3 separate regions of the Mus musculus genome follow, and regions 1 and 2 are each linked to region 3. A link is a contact called in public promoter capture Hi-C data. All regions are on one chromosome and are shown on one strand. Each heading gives the region's core, a stretch centred on a gene start, on an enhancer-like site or on the middle of the called end of the contact. The rest is flanking DNA. Distances are from core to core; before and after follow the strand shown. Region 1 holds the start of Ndufb4 (NADH:ubiquinone oxidoreductase subunit B4). Region 2 overlaps Gsk3b (glycogen synthase kinase 3 beta). Region 3 holds the start of Gpr156 (G protein-coupled receptor 156).

Region 1 (3,957 bases), core at 265-2,764, 260 kb before region 3:
TTAAAAAGTTAAACAAACAAACAGGCCCCGTGTTGTGGTTCATGCCTTTAATGTGAGCACTCACAAAGCGGAGGCAGGTTGATCTCTGTGAGTTCAAGGCCAGCCTGTTCTACATACTGATTTCCAGGACAGCCAGGGCTGCTGTATATTCAGACCCTGTCTGAAAAAAAAAAAAAAATAGTAACAATCCCATGCTATCTAGCTTATAGTATAGAACAGGTGTATCTCTTTCACCATGTAAACAAAGGTCTGCTTGAGGATACTCTATCTGTGCAGAAGGTAATATAAGTCACACAGACTAGGGTGTGTGACCTGTTTCTGGGTGTCACTGTCCATACAGTCTCATCTAGAAAGCCAAGAGACTAACACAGTAACCTCTGTGAATGACTGCGACATTTAATTTTTTTAAATGTCTTTCAGACCAGGCATGGGTTTCAAGTGGCAGTAACCCCAGTATGTGAGGCTGTGGCTGGAGGACCTGGCATTCTGAGCCACCTGGAGACTAGCATTGAACCTGACCACTTTGTGTAACTTTCCCTTGGTTGTTCTAACTTTCAAAAATGATAGAGAATATGTATGCAATTGTTGGAAAATCTTTATTTAAAAAAAAATCCCATTTGAGATATTTAGACAGCTTTTACAGAAGAAACTGTCTAAAAGCACACTTGCCAAAATATTTTTTTAGTGATGTATGTTACATACATAGTAATGCTACGTACTTTCTTGTTTGATTTCACAAATCTGACGGATGCACACCATTTTCCACGAGAACACAAAAAAGCTATGGTTTGAGAGGGATTACGTAAATTGCCCAGGGATCATAGTTGGTTATTATATGGGGCCATGAGGTCTGCTTCCAAAGCCGAATGCATCAAAGCCTCAGCTTCTATAACACACTTCATTTGAACAACCCCTATTCTCAAGAGAAAGAAAGAAGTGTCCTTGAGAGTTAGGAGCTGAATGGCACAAAACAGCTTTTTATGCAGTACACTTGGGAGAACCGGGCTTGAGCACGCCCTTTTCGAGGAAGATACTGTGCTAGATTAGTCAGTCATGTGTTAATCTGCCTCAAAAGATATGAAGGACCATATTATGGCCATGTTTCAGACAAGAAAGCCGAGACTATGCAGAGTGGAACAAGTTTCTCTAAACCAAGGGGGAAGCCGTCCGATCCCTTTGACCACTGAGCCGAAGGCCGAAGTTGAAGGGCCAAGGGCTGTGCGGCTCGGGGCCGGTGTCCAGCACACGGAGGGAGCTGGGCGGCCCCGCGTGTGCCCACGCGAGATGCGGCTGCCCCGGCCCACAGTCCCGCCCGGCCCCACTCACGATGTGCGACACGCGTTTGGGGTCGTTGTACTGAAGCAGATACTCCCGTTTAAGCCGGGCCCTTATGCTCAAGCGCTCGACCTGCGCCCTTCTGGTCTCCGGAGACACGTCATACTCGGCAGGGTCGAGGGTACTGGGGAGAGTGGCCAGGGGCGCAGGCTTATACTTGGAACCCGACATCTTGACTCCCGGCGCACATCTGCGCCTGCGCGGATATGAGGGCTGCCCTCTCGAGTCTGACCTTCAGGCTCAGGAAGTGCGCCTGCGCGCGCACAAGGCGCTCTGGCAGGAAGGGGCGGGAGAGGGGTGGGGTTCGAGGCTGGGTGGAGCCTTTGCCAATCCTCCTTCACGCCCTCGTCCCGCGTATTCTGCGCGTGCGCACTGCTTCTCGTTTTGCCTCCTCTTGTCTGGTGGTAAACTCCTTTTCTCTCTGTGCTACTACTTGTTTGCAGAACTGATTTCCTGAAGTTGAGTAGACTAGAGGAGACTGGGAAACTGGGTTGTCTGTGACTCCTGAAGTCCTACAGTCCAGGGTGGGTTCTTCCAACCTGGGTGACCTTGTCATTAGTCAAGGTCATTAGTGTCTCCCAAATTTCCTTTTTCTTACCCTGGAGAAATGACCTTGACTCTGCACTCCTAGCAAGGTTGTTGGAATTAAATGAGACATTGAAAACAATGAAATTGCTTTTCAAACATTTCCCTAGCTACGCCCCACCCCAAACAAAAAAGAGAATAAGCTTTCTAAAGGTTACCACTTTAGGACCAATCCACTGTTAACCCCAAAGATGGGAGGAGAAAGACCACCGACTCAGATCATCTCGTCCAGATTAATTAAAGTCAGGTTTTTATTCCTGTACACGAGCTGCCTCCCCCTGCCTCCTCCTAAGGCAAGGTTCATTGGATGTGAGGAAGGCTTTTATAGCTCAGAGGTAGAGGAGTTCTAAATGGGGGATTTGTGGCAAAATAGGAGTTACAGGAGCAGAATATAGGCATAATAAGTTAGTCTCCTGAAACAAAGACACAAAGGCAGTCATAACAGCAGGTAGTCATACAAGGTACCCATACAAACCTTTTGCAAGATAAACATTAACTTTTTGAAACAAAAATGTGAGTGCTATTCCTGGAACAGGCAGTACAGAACCATTTGTAGTTAAGGTTACAGGTGGGGCATAGCCCAATCTTTGATTAATTAACAGCTTTAATTCATCAAGTTAATTTGTTTAACTTAGTTTGTCTTTACTATCAGATGGCTTTTAAACCTAAGATGGAGGCAGACTGGTTCTTCACCACCTAAGTATAAGCTTATCTTTTGAAGACATAAAATACTGTTTAAAAGGAGAGTGGGGTTACAGAGCAAGTTTTACCTGGCTGTAGTAGATCAGAAAATAATAAAGAATGAAACTCCTGAGTAAATACCTTAGTGAAAATGCAAACAAAACAAAACAAAAACACCTCTCTTAAATCCTCAGCACTCCTCAGGTGCTGAAAGTAAAAGACATCCTTTCAGATAGGAAAGTAACAAGCAGAATAACAGTGCATTCCCGCAAACCCTTGGGAGGCTGAGGCAGGAGCTCTGAGCTCAAGGCCGGCCTGGGGTACACCACAAACCTCTGTTTCAAGAGAATAAGAACAGGAAAGATGATTTGGAGAGTAAATGAAGGTAACATGCAGCTCTCAGCATCTCTGCACCTCCCGCTCCCATCCCCCCTCCAATGCTCCACCCCCTGTCACCACCCCTCCTTACTCCCTCCCACTCACACTCCTCACTCCCCCACCCCCACCCCCACACACTATCACTAAGGGGAAAGATCAACTTCAAGGCACACAGCAGGGTCCTTAGCTTCCCATAAAACACTCCTCAGGAGGCAACAATGGAAACAATAACACCAACAAGGAAAGCTAGATCAAAAAAGAGCTTCAACTTGGCTCAAACTTCCGGGGACATGTAGGTATGTGGGGGGAGTGGTTGCTAGGCAGTGACAGGGCCTAGAAAGTGTTGGCACTGAAGTGATGAGCAACAGCACTGCTGTCAAATTTATTCAACACTCTAATACTGTTTTAAAATATTTATTAAGCACCCCTGCATGAAGCATACCTTACACCATTCCGTCTTAGTCAATCTTCTGGGCTCAGTAGAGAAATTACACAAGAAATGGAAGCTGGATCCTTGTTATCCGCCCCCCCCACCCCCCCACCCCCCCACCCCCCCGTAGCTGACAGTCATGCAGTGAACAGGCAGAGCAGGATATCTGCAAAGTAGTTCCATGTCCAAATGAATATGAAGCTAAATCGACTCATAAGAAAGCCTGCTTCAGGGCAGTAGAAAAATTATTACACTCAATTTAAAGAAGGGGGGCGGGAGGGACGGGGATGGAGAAGGGGAGGAGAGGGGAAATGGGGGGGGGGAAGAAAGTTGTTCTCAAAGATGCAGGTTTAGGATGTAAAATTCTAAATAATAAATAAGATTTTAAAAAACCCTTTTAAGACATTGATATGGGAAGAGAAGGTGAAAAGAATAAAGGAATTCAGGGAGTATGTGAGTATAAGCTGCCCATTTACAAAGTTGGAAAGGGATGTATTTGTGAAAGAGAAGCATTATTAAAGTGAAATATTTGCATGCGTTTAAGGGGT
Region 2 (4,029 bases), core at 938-3,437, 270 kb after region 3:
CCTTCCAGATGACTGTCAGCTTTGGTCTTGGTTTTGTCTGGCTGATCTTTGTATATTGATGCTCTGATTTTTCATTATAAGGCTTTCTGCTTTGGTAAATTTCATTAAGAGTTCACTCAGTCTGGCCTATTAGACTTGACAGTCCGTACTTGCTCTTCCATTTGAGCCATTGTTAGTGGTGTCAGTTTTAGACAGTTTGTTAAAACAAGAGATTGCAGTTTGACTGTCAGACCTGTCTCCTGGTGCTTTTATTTGGTTAGTACAATCTGTGAATTGTTGATGAATGCATCTAGTTAAGTCATAAACTAACATTTGGTGGGAGAAGTGCATATGATCATCCAAGAGCTAAGATTTAATCTCATCTTGTTTGATTTTCGTTTTCTACTATTTTTCCCTTTGCATAAGGGATGCTAACCTTTGCCTGTCCACTGTTGTATTAGAGTATGTGAGCTGCTGTGTGAGTTCTGGAATTGAACTCGGGTTCTCTAGAAGAGCAGATAGTGCTTTTAACCACTGAGCCATCTCTCCAGTCTCACCCAACACTGTGCTGTTCTGGAACTCACTCTGTAGACTAGACTGGCTGGCCTGGAACTCACAGAGATCCTCCTGCCTCTGCTTCATGAGCCCGAGCTCTGGGCTTGAGGCATGTACCTCACTGCTCCAACCCAAGATTCTTAGCAGGGACTTCAGATATTTAAACCAAGATAGAATCTGTCTCTCAACTCCAACTTAATTTATTGATGATGATTTTAATATGAGACCAGTCAACACAATTTTGTAGCCATGCTGCTTTGAGTTCAGGCTGTGCAGAAAGCTAATATATCCAGAGTTACAAAAAACACACACATATTTTTTTTTCCTTTGATACTTTCAGTTTTGCAAGCTATTTTGAAATCTACCCAGTCCCTGCCACAACTACTTGATTCTTGTCATTTTAGCCCCCAAACAGCAATAGGCAGTGTTTACTTGGTGGAGTATAGCTGTGTTTATAAAGATAATTAGCATCGTTTGTTTCCCCTGTGCTGATGAGAGTGGCAGACTTAGTATTCCAGTTGACTATGGAAGAAGAAAGACCATCAAAAAAGATATTTTTGGCTCTGTGGAATGCTCTGAACCCATATCTTAAATATAGGGTTTTCTCTCTGTTGTTTCAGTCTTCATTTAAAAGATAAGAAACATATACTTGTTTTTAGTCACAGAGTGGGAGAGTAGAGCAGAGAGTTCCACATGGGTAACTTTGTACCTTCACCTACCCCTCCCTCCTGTAGCATCTCTGATCCATAGGAGATGCACCCAAAACACTGACTCAGACTCCAGTTTGATAAGGTGGAATTGTGAACAGTTTCACCACTCAGTAACCAATAGTAATCCTTAACCTCATTGTTCTCCCTCAGTTTACCCAACTGGTGCTGTTCAGAGAACAGGGTGTGGCTAGTGATTTCTTCTCTTTCCTGTACCTCCTTTCCTTCTCTTGACCTTGAACTCTTGTCTTTATGATGCTACACTGGAGACTAATTGACAAGCTTTTGGGTATGACCTCATTGCCATAAGTTTGTTATATTAGTGATCTGTAGCCTTTCAGAAAAACAAAACATTTGTATGGAGGCTATAGTGTTTCAAAGAATGCTTAGTTCATCCTTTCTTATGAGCTGAAGAAACTGAAGCCGGGACATATCATCAGTCATACACATCACTTGGCAGCAGAGCCTGGGCTAGCAACCTGGTTTCTTGGCTTTTGACTCAATGCATCTTCAAGCAATTTTTCCACATAGGAGAAAAGACATTGATGTTTTTTTAACCTAAAAAATAATAAACATTATAATAAATGATAAGCTATCATAACACAGTATAAGCAACATGATGGGACTCTTAACTATACTGGGATTATAAAGTATGGTAGGTGCATTTGTTCAGCTCTATTCATGTTCAAAAGTAATTTTGTGTAATTAAAATTAACCATATGAAGCTTTTCTTTAAACATCTGAATAAGAGGTGTATAGAAAATTTGCTCTCACTTGAATACCTAAGATCAGTCTCTAATCTGTTTTTGTTCTTTTGTTCTTAAAAACCTTACAGAAAGATGAGGTCTACCTTAACCTGGTGCTGGACTATGTTCCGGAGACAGTGTACAGAGTCGCCAGACACTATAGTCGAGCCAAGCAGACACTCCCTGTGATCTATGTCAAGGTACGTGACGACGGAACGAACCCCTTCTAGTTTCCAGAACATTTTGTGTGAGCCATGGGTAAGGTTGGGATGTGTCAACCCCATTGACACTGGTTACTCCTTGTAAAAACAGCAAGCTTTAGATTGTGTTGAATTCTTACACAGTTTTATAGCATGGAGTCCTCTTAAGGCTTTCATTACTCTGCAGCGGAAAAAGGTACTTGCTGTGCAAGGCTGATAACCGGGTTCTGTTCCTGGAACCTACTCAGGTAGAAGAGAAGCAGCTGCCTGAAGTTGTCCTTAACCGTCCACGTGTGTGGCTCGTGCCCCTGCACACACATGCTCATGTGATAATTGAATTGAGATAAATCTTCTGATAAAATAGAGTAAAGTTCACTTAAGGATTTGAATTGTGTTAGCCCTTGTGTGTGTGCTGTGGGGAGGTGAAGCTCAGGTGAAGGCCGGAGGCAGACACTGTGCTTTTTTTTCACCTTTCCTTTGAACTGGTCTCTTCCTGACCCCTATATAAGCTTTTAGTTGGGGCTTGTCTCAGTCGCTCTTCCTACCCAGGGCTGGGCTGGCAGCCAAGTGTACCTACTCTCAACTTTGTTCATGGTGCTGGAGATTCAGGGTGGGGTTTTGGTGTTTGTACAGCAAATACTCTTACCAGTGAGACATCTCCCAACCCCATAGCTTTGTTTTCATTTTCGATGTCTTCATTGTGCCACATACCAAAACAAACCACTAAATAAATGTAGAGTTCATTTCATATTCATTTGTAATGCTTTATTACCATTTGTAGATATATTTGTTGCATTCATCGTAGAGATTTAAACTGTCAGTTTTAAACAGATTATATTATTTAGTTTTTGGTATCGAATATTAATTCCCTCTTTTTTTTAAATGTAACTACAGCAGTGTAGCTAGGGATTTATATAGTATAGTCCTAGTTACAGTTGTGGTAGATGATTGGAAGCATATATTTTTCTTTTTAGAGGTGAGATAGGGGAGGGATGGATAGGGTCTTACCCTGTAGTTCAGACCACCCTGGAACTTTTGATACTTGTAGCAGGTCTCCTGCTTCAGCTTCCTGAGTGCTGAGATTATAAGTGTGAATTACCAAATCTAGTTAGAAACATATATTTAATATCTGTGCTGTTAAACTAGGAGTTAGGTTTGTTTTTCTGTTTCTCAATGACAGCAGTCTAATTCCATATTTACCCCGCAGCTGACATGGAGCTGACTTGGAGAGGTCACAATGCTGCCACTTCCAACTCAAAGTCATTTACAGCAGGGGGAGGGAGCATACTGACAGGAATGTGGGCTTCCAAACTCTCTGGGGATCCTGAGTAAATCATCTTAGGGCCATGGAGAGAGGAAGATTATTATTCATGTGGGGTCCTGAATGGGTCCAGACTTTTCCCAGAACAAGATTTAGTCCCTCCTTTTGTCCTTTATGGGTTTTCTAGCAAGTTCTAGCGTCAGGTAGTAGAGCAGACAGCTGTGGAAAGTAATGATACAGAGCTGCCATTCTTTCTTAGAAGTTTATTTTTAATTGAGAAAAATGTTAAAAGGACAAGGTATAAGTGCATAGAGAGTTGAATTTAATTTAATTCCAAAATGCTGACATAAAGATGTTATGTATACATTTTTGTCATGGTTCATTTTGAAGGCTTTAACTTGTGTAGCTTGATTTAAATTAACATTAAACCTGTCTAGTCTTAGCACTTTTCTCACACCTCTGAAGGAAAGTAGCTTTCATGTTAATTTCAGTAGTGTCAGTCCTAAGCAATACAGTCTGAAAAGATGGTGTCTTTGTCAGTACTTCTTCTGTTTTTCCTAATTAGACAAGAGGGTTTTTTA
Region 3 (4,406 bases), core at 998-3,497:
CCGTTGGGGCATACAACCCAACCTAGCGCTGTTACAGACACAGAATGCTGGGAAGGAGACATTAACTCATCTCACAGATCTGAATGATAAACTCTGGAAGAATGATGCTGACAAGGCATTTGCTTCAGACATTGAAGGTTGGGGGGAAGGGCAAGTCAACAGGTAAAGATGTGGATGAGGGAAGTGGGGAGGACTAAAAGAAACAGATGAATTGGCTTGACAACCCAGGGTGTGTGTATTCAGAACCCAGCAGTTAAGCTTGAGTGGACCGAGGGTTGGAAAGCCAGCCTGCTCGCCCCAATTGTGAGAGCTCAGGCTTAGAATTGCACAGGGGCCTCACTGTGAGCTTAGGGGGGTGGTTTGCTTGTTTTATTATGAAAGTGGCGTTCTTAAGTCTGTGCTGATGGTGGGGAGACCGGAGGCAAAAAAAACCTGTTAGGAAACTATTAAAATGATCCAGCCCAAGGTAATTAAAACTTAACAAGGGCAGCAGTGTGGGAATGCAGAGAAGAGTCTCCAGAAACACCTCTTAGGTAAATATGGTAGATCCAGGTGGGAGATGAAAATTGGTGCGCAGTAATTGAGGGGCTGCGGGATAACTCAATGGAAAAAGGACAATGGGGTGAGGGAGAAGGGGGGGGCAAGCTGGAAAAGGGAGTCCGATATAGAAGAGCAGTGAGAGTAACTGGTTATTGTTTTCTGGGGGAGTCTGAGGTAAGAGAACAGGCAACGGAGATCAGAGGGGAAATTCTTAATGGGGAGCGACAGACTCAAGATCCAGCTTTGGACACTGAAGTGAGAGTGATGGAGAAAGACTGTGCCAGAAACGTGACTGTGCGTGCATACACGTGGAGTGCAGAGCACTGATGGTAGTTGTCTCCCTCAATTATGCTCCACAGTGATTCTGAGACAGACACTCCCACTGCACCTAAAGCTTACCAATGTAAACTGGCCGTCCAGCAAACCCCAGAAATCTGCCTGTCCCCTTCGCTGCCTCCAGCCTTGAGATTACAGGCAGAGGCTTTTGTTGGGGAACCCCAGCAGGTCCTCACGCTTCCAGAGTGATTGCTCTACCACATGAGGCATTGTTCCAACATCCCTGTCCTGGGCTTTTAAACTGAGTAACCCCAAAAGTGGAGAATCAAAGGGGGCCTCCCCAATGACAGCATCTAACTGCACAGAACAGAAACTCACATTTTGCTCAGTGTCTCACATTCAGGACAAGATGTGAGAAACACGCATTGTCCTGAATAAAACGTTTGCTTCATTTCTTTCCCCATATTTTCCTCTCCAATGAAGTATTTTCCTGTGAAAAGAAGCCTTTGGGTGAAATAGTGAGGGAGGGGTTAAAAAATTTTAAAGCCAATCCTCCTTACCATGTGTGATCTGAACCCTGAAGTCCTACTCGGTTCCCCCTCCCCTCCTGTCCCTAAAATATGTGGTCAAAATGTGGTGTTTGAAATGCAAGCCTTTAATCCCAGCCCTCCAGCGGCAGAGGCAGTCGAACTCTGTGAGTTCGAGGCCAGCCTGGTCTCCAAAGTGAATTCCAGGCCAGCCAGGGCTGTTACACAGAGAAACCTTGTCACGGGAAAACACATGCACACACACACAGACACACAGACACACACACACGCATTCCTATTATAAGCAACATTCTTGTCTTTCTAAAATAAACACAAGCTCAATGTAAAGAATCAAAAAATGCCCAAATAAAAAATGAAGAATGAGGAAAAAGAAGAGATGAGAGGGAAAGGCGGGGAGTAAGAAAAAGAAGAGGGAAGGAGAAATGCAAAAGGCCAAGGGAAAGCTAATGGATAACCTCCCCCCGTATCAAAACAAAACAAAAACAAAGCAAAACAAAACAAACAAACAAACAAACAAACAAACAAACAAAAAACCAGAAACCGGGATCTGAGACTGAGGAACCAGGCACAGGACCTGCTCCGGAGGTCTGAGCATCCTCGGGCTACAGGGCTCCTCAGACCGGCGCTGCAAGCGGCTCTTTGAGCACAGCAGCAGGAAGTCGCCCAGAGAACCGCTCAAACAGGAGTGGACGTCTTTGGAGGAGTGGAGGATGCGGGAGTAAAGGGACTCCGGAGTAGAGAGGCCTGCAGCCGAGCGCAGGGTCCGGTCGCGGCGCGGGGTGGCGCCAGAGGAGGGACGGCGGTCAGACAGAGGAGGAGGCGACCCGCAGGGCACCGCGCACACCGCACAGCCGCCACTCCGGCTGTCTACGAGGCGATGGGCGCGGTCCGCGTCCCTCCCGCCACCTTCCAAACCCGAGAGCCCACCAGAGACCGGAAGAGCACGCGCGTCCCAATCCCGGCCGCGGGCTCGGCGCATCTCTGCGGACGGGGACCCCGCAAGGTGAGCACAGTGCGCCCTTGAAGACCCCAGATTTTGTAGGACCTCCCTATGGACACAGACACCTCCAGTAAGAAATGGAGAGGGCAGGAGTCCCTTCTCCTATTCAAAACCTGAGCAGGATATTCAGAAATGATTTAAGAAGTCCAAAAAGTAGGGAAGAGCGCGTGGCCACGCATCAGGGATGGCGTTGATAATTTGGGAGGAAAAAGGGGAGGGGAGAGTGAACCCAGTGTGACTTCTCTATTTTATTGAATAAGCAACAAAGTGCTCAAAAAGGAGATCTCAGAACTATTTCCCACACTCGGGTGATTTCCAAGCGTGACCCCAAATCTACCCTGCAGGTGCAAGCTCACCCCGAGGGCAGGGTGGTGAGCTGACGTTCCCCCACCCCCTCTCTGAAGTCTGAGAAGAAAGTTTTACTACACCGCCTATGTTCTGTGTGGAGGCTTTGTTCCTGGGCACTGGAGGAGTGACCCAGGCTCCTGAGCATCCTTGGATCTGACCAGCAGCAGTTTCCAAGCGTGTTGTAGAGGCTTCCACTTAGAAAGTTGGGCATCACGTGCTACTTCCTTAATGCTTTCTGTTACCTGTTAACATTTCGAGATTAAACTGTGTAGGGAAGACGGTGTAGCCACTCTACCCATTTGTTTATTTTCTGGATGCATGAGAACTAGGTACCTCTGATAAACCTGTTTTCCCAGTGTATTCCTTAAACAAGCTGTGGAGGGAGATGCTAAGAGTGTGAATACTTCATTGAAAAAGAAGAGTTTTCAGATGGGAGTTTAAAACCACCATATTTGTTGGTGTGTTAATTAAGCAGCAAGGCCGCCAAAGAGGGTGGGGGAGAAACACCTTTTCTCCACCAATAGCTGGATTCTCCCAGGAGTTGGAACACCAGCCAGGCTTCCAAGTTTGTAGTTTTAACTGCTGCAGAAGGAACAAATGGGTGTATCCAGATAAATGAGGAGGGAATCACTTGTCTGGGGGCTGTAGACACTTTGACTCTGGGATATAAAGTGCCTTGGCAGGCTGGCTTGAGTTGGGACTCTCTCAGAAAGAGAGGGGGCTCCCTGGTCCCATTTTGTCTGTGTGATTCCCCTGCAGGACCACCACTGTATCTGGCATATTCTTTCTGCTTCTCTATCATTGCCCCCAGCTTTAGCTTCTCTCTGTTCCCTAGAGTTGGTCTGGTCAGAGGCAAAGCCTTTATGGAAACTTGGGAATAGAGAAGCCCAGTCTTGGGAAAACAGGAATGTCCTTCAGCAGAGACCAGGAGGGCAAATAGCTAAAAGCAACTTCTGTCCTAGAGAGTGGAAGAATGAGCAAAGGAATGAAGTTAACTAAAAAGAAGCGGCCTCAGACACACCATTTTGTTTTGATTTGTTTTGGTTTCTCAGGACCGGGTTTCTTTGTACAGCCTTGGCTATCCTGGAATTTGATCTGTAGATCAGGTAGCCTTGAACTCACAGAGATCCAGGTACCTCTACTTTCCAGGTGCTGGAATTAAAGGTGTGTGCTACTATGCTAGGCCTAAGGACTACACTGTTTCACGATGAGGGCTCCTCTATTACATTTTCTTGCTATTTGTCCATAAGGGCATTTGAAAGTTTTATTGGAAGAAATAGAGGCCCCTAAGAAGTGCCCTCTCTCCTCAGATTCACCGTTAAAAAAATACCCTTGTGCGTGCATGCATGTTTGTGTGTGATAGAGAGTGTATGTAGTGTGTGTGTGTGCATGCATGTACATGTGTGTATGTGTGTGAGTATTTGTGAGTATGTGTGTATGTGTGAGAGTGTGTGTTTCCATATGTCTATGTGTGTGCGCGCACATGTATGTATGTGTTTGTGTGTGAATGTGTGTGTATATATATGAGAGTGTGTGTGTATGTGTGTGTACAGGCACATGCAGACAGATGCCTCAGGTTGGGTTCTTGCTTCCATTTTGTTTGAGGCAGGATCTCTTATTTGTTAGCTGTGTGCACCAGGCTAGTGGGCCCGAATCTAAGGATTCTCCTGTCTCTGCCTCTCACCTCCTGTTAA

Evidence for each region. Promoter capture Hi-C pulls out the DNA fragments that hold promoters and counts their contacts. Capture Hi-C pulls out chosen DNA fragments and counts their contacts.
Region 1: a contact with region 3 is called in a promoter capture Hi-C map of liver. The contact joins the promoter of Ndufb4 here to the promoter of Gpr156 in region 3. A contact is called at or near these places in 5 of 39 promoter capture datasets (embryonic stem cells, hippocampal neurons, liver and 1 more), 2 of 115 datasets of contacts at active chromatin or transcription factors (bone marrow-derived macrophages and embryonic stem cells) and 2 of 9 other capture datasets (adipose tissue and liver).
Region 2: a promoter capture Hi-C map of liver shows a contact between it and region 3, with 2.8 times the contacts expected there. The contact joins the enhancer-like site here to the promoter of Gpr156 in region 3. A contact is called at or near these places in 9 of 39 promoter capture datasets (the 3T3-L1 cell line, 3T3-L1-derived adipocytes, embryonic stem cells and 4 more), 11 of 484 Hi-C or Micro-C datasets (cerebral cortex, embryonic stem cells, muscle stem cells and 2 more), 7 of 115 datasets of contacts at active chromatin or transcription factors (astrocytes, craniofacial prominence, embryonic basal ganglia and 3 more) and 3 of 9 other capture datasets (embryonic stem cells, liver and macrophages).

What each region holds. Positions count from the first base shown.
Region 1 is chr16:37,652,854-37,656,810 of GRCm38.p6, forward strand. It overlaps Ndufb4 (NADH:ubiquinone oxidoreductase subunit B4), which reads right to left and starts at 1,515. Exons shown (of 3, transcript NM_026610.1): 1 at 1,327-1,515. The coding sequence starts at 1,506.
Region 2 is chr16:38,182,359-38,186,387 of GRCm38.p6, forward strand. Gsk3b (glycogen synthase kinase 3 beta) reads left to right here. Exons shown (of 11, transcript NM_019827.7): 4 at 2,077-2,187. Among named protein-coding and RNA genes, the nearest start is that of Gm25617, 26 kb to the left of the region's middle. Within about 2 kb of position 2,188, at least 27 of the 459 cell types and tissues checked have an H3K27ac peak or open chromatin away from gene starts, as enhancers often do. A contact at or near this core is called in liver, where this site is marked.
Region 3 is chr16:37,914,249-37,918,654 of GRCm38.p6, forward strand. Gpr156 (G protein-coupled receptor 156) reads left to right here and starts at 2,248. Exons shown (of 10, transcript NM_153394.2): 1 at 2,248-2,367.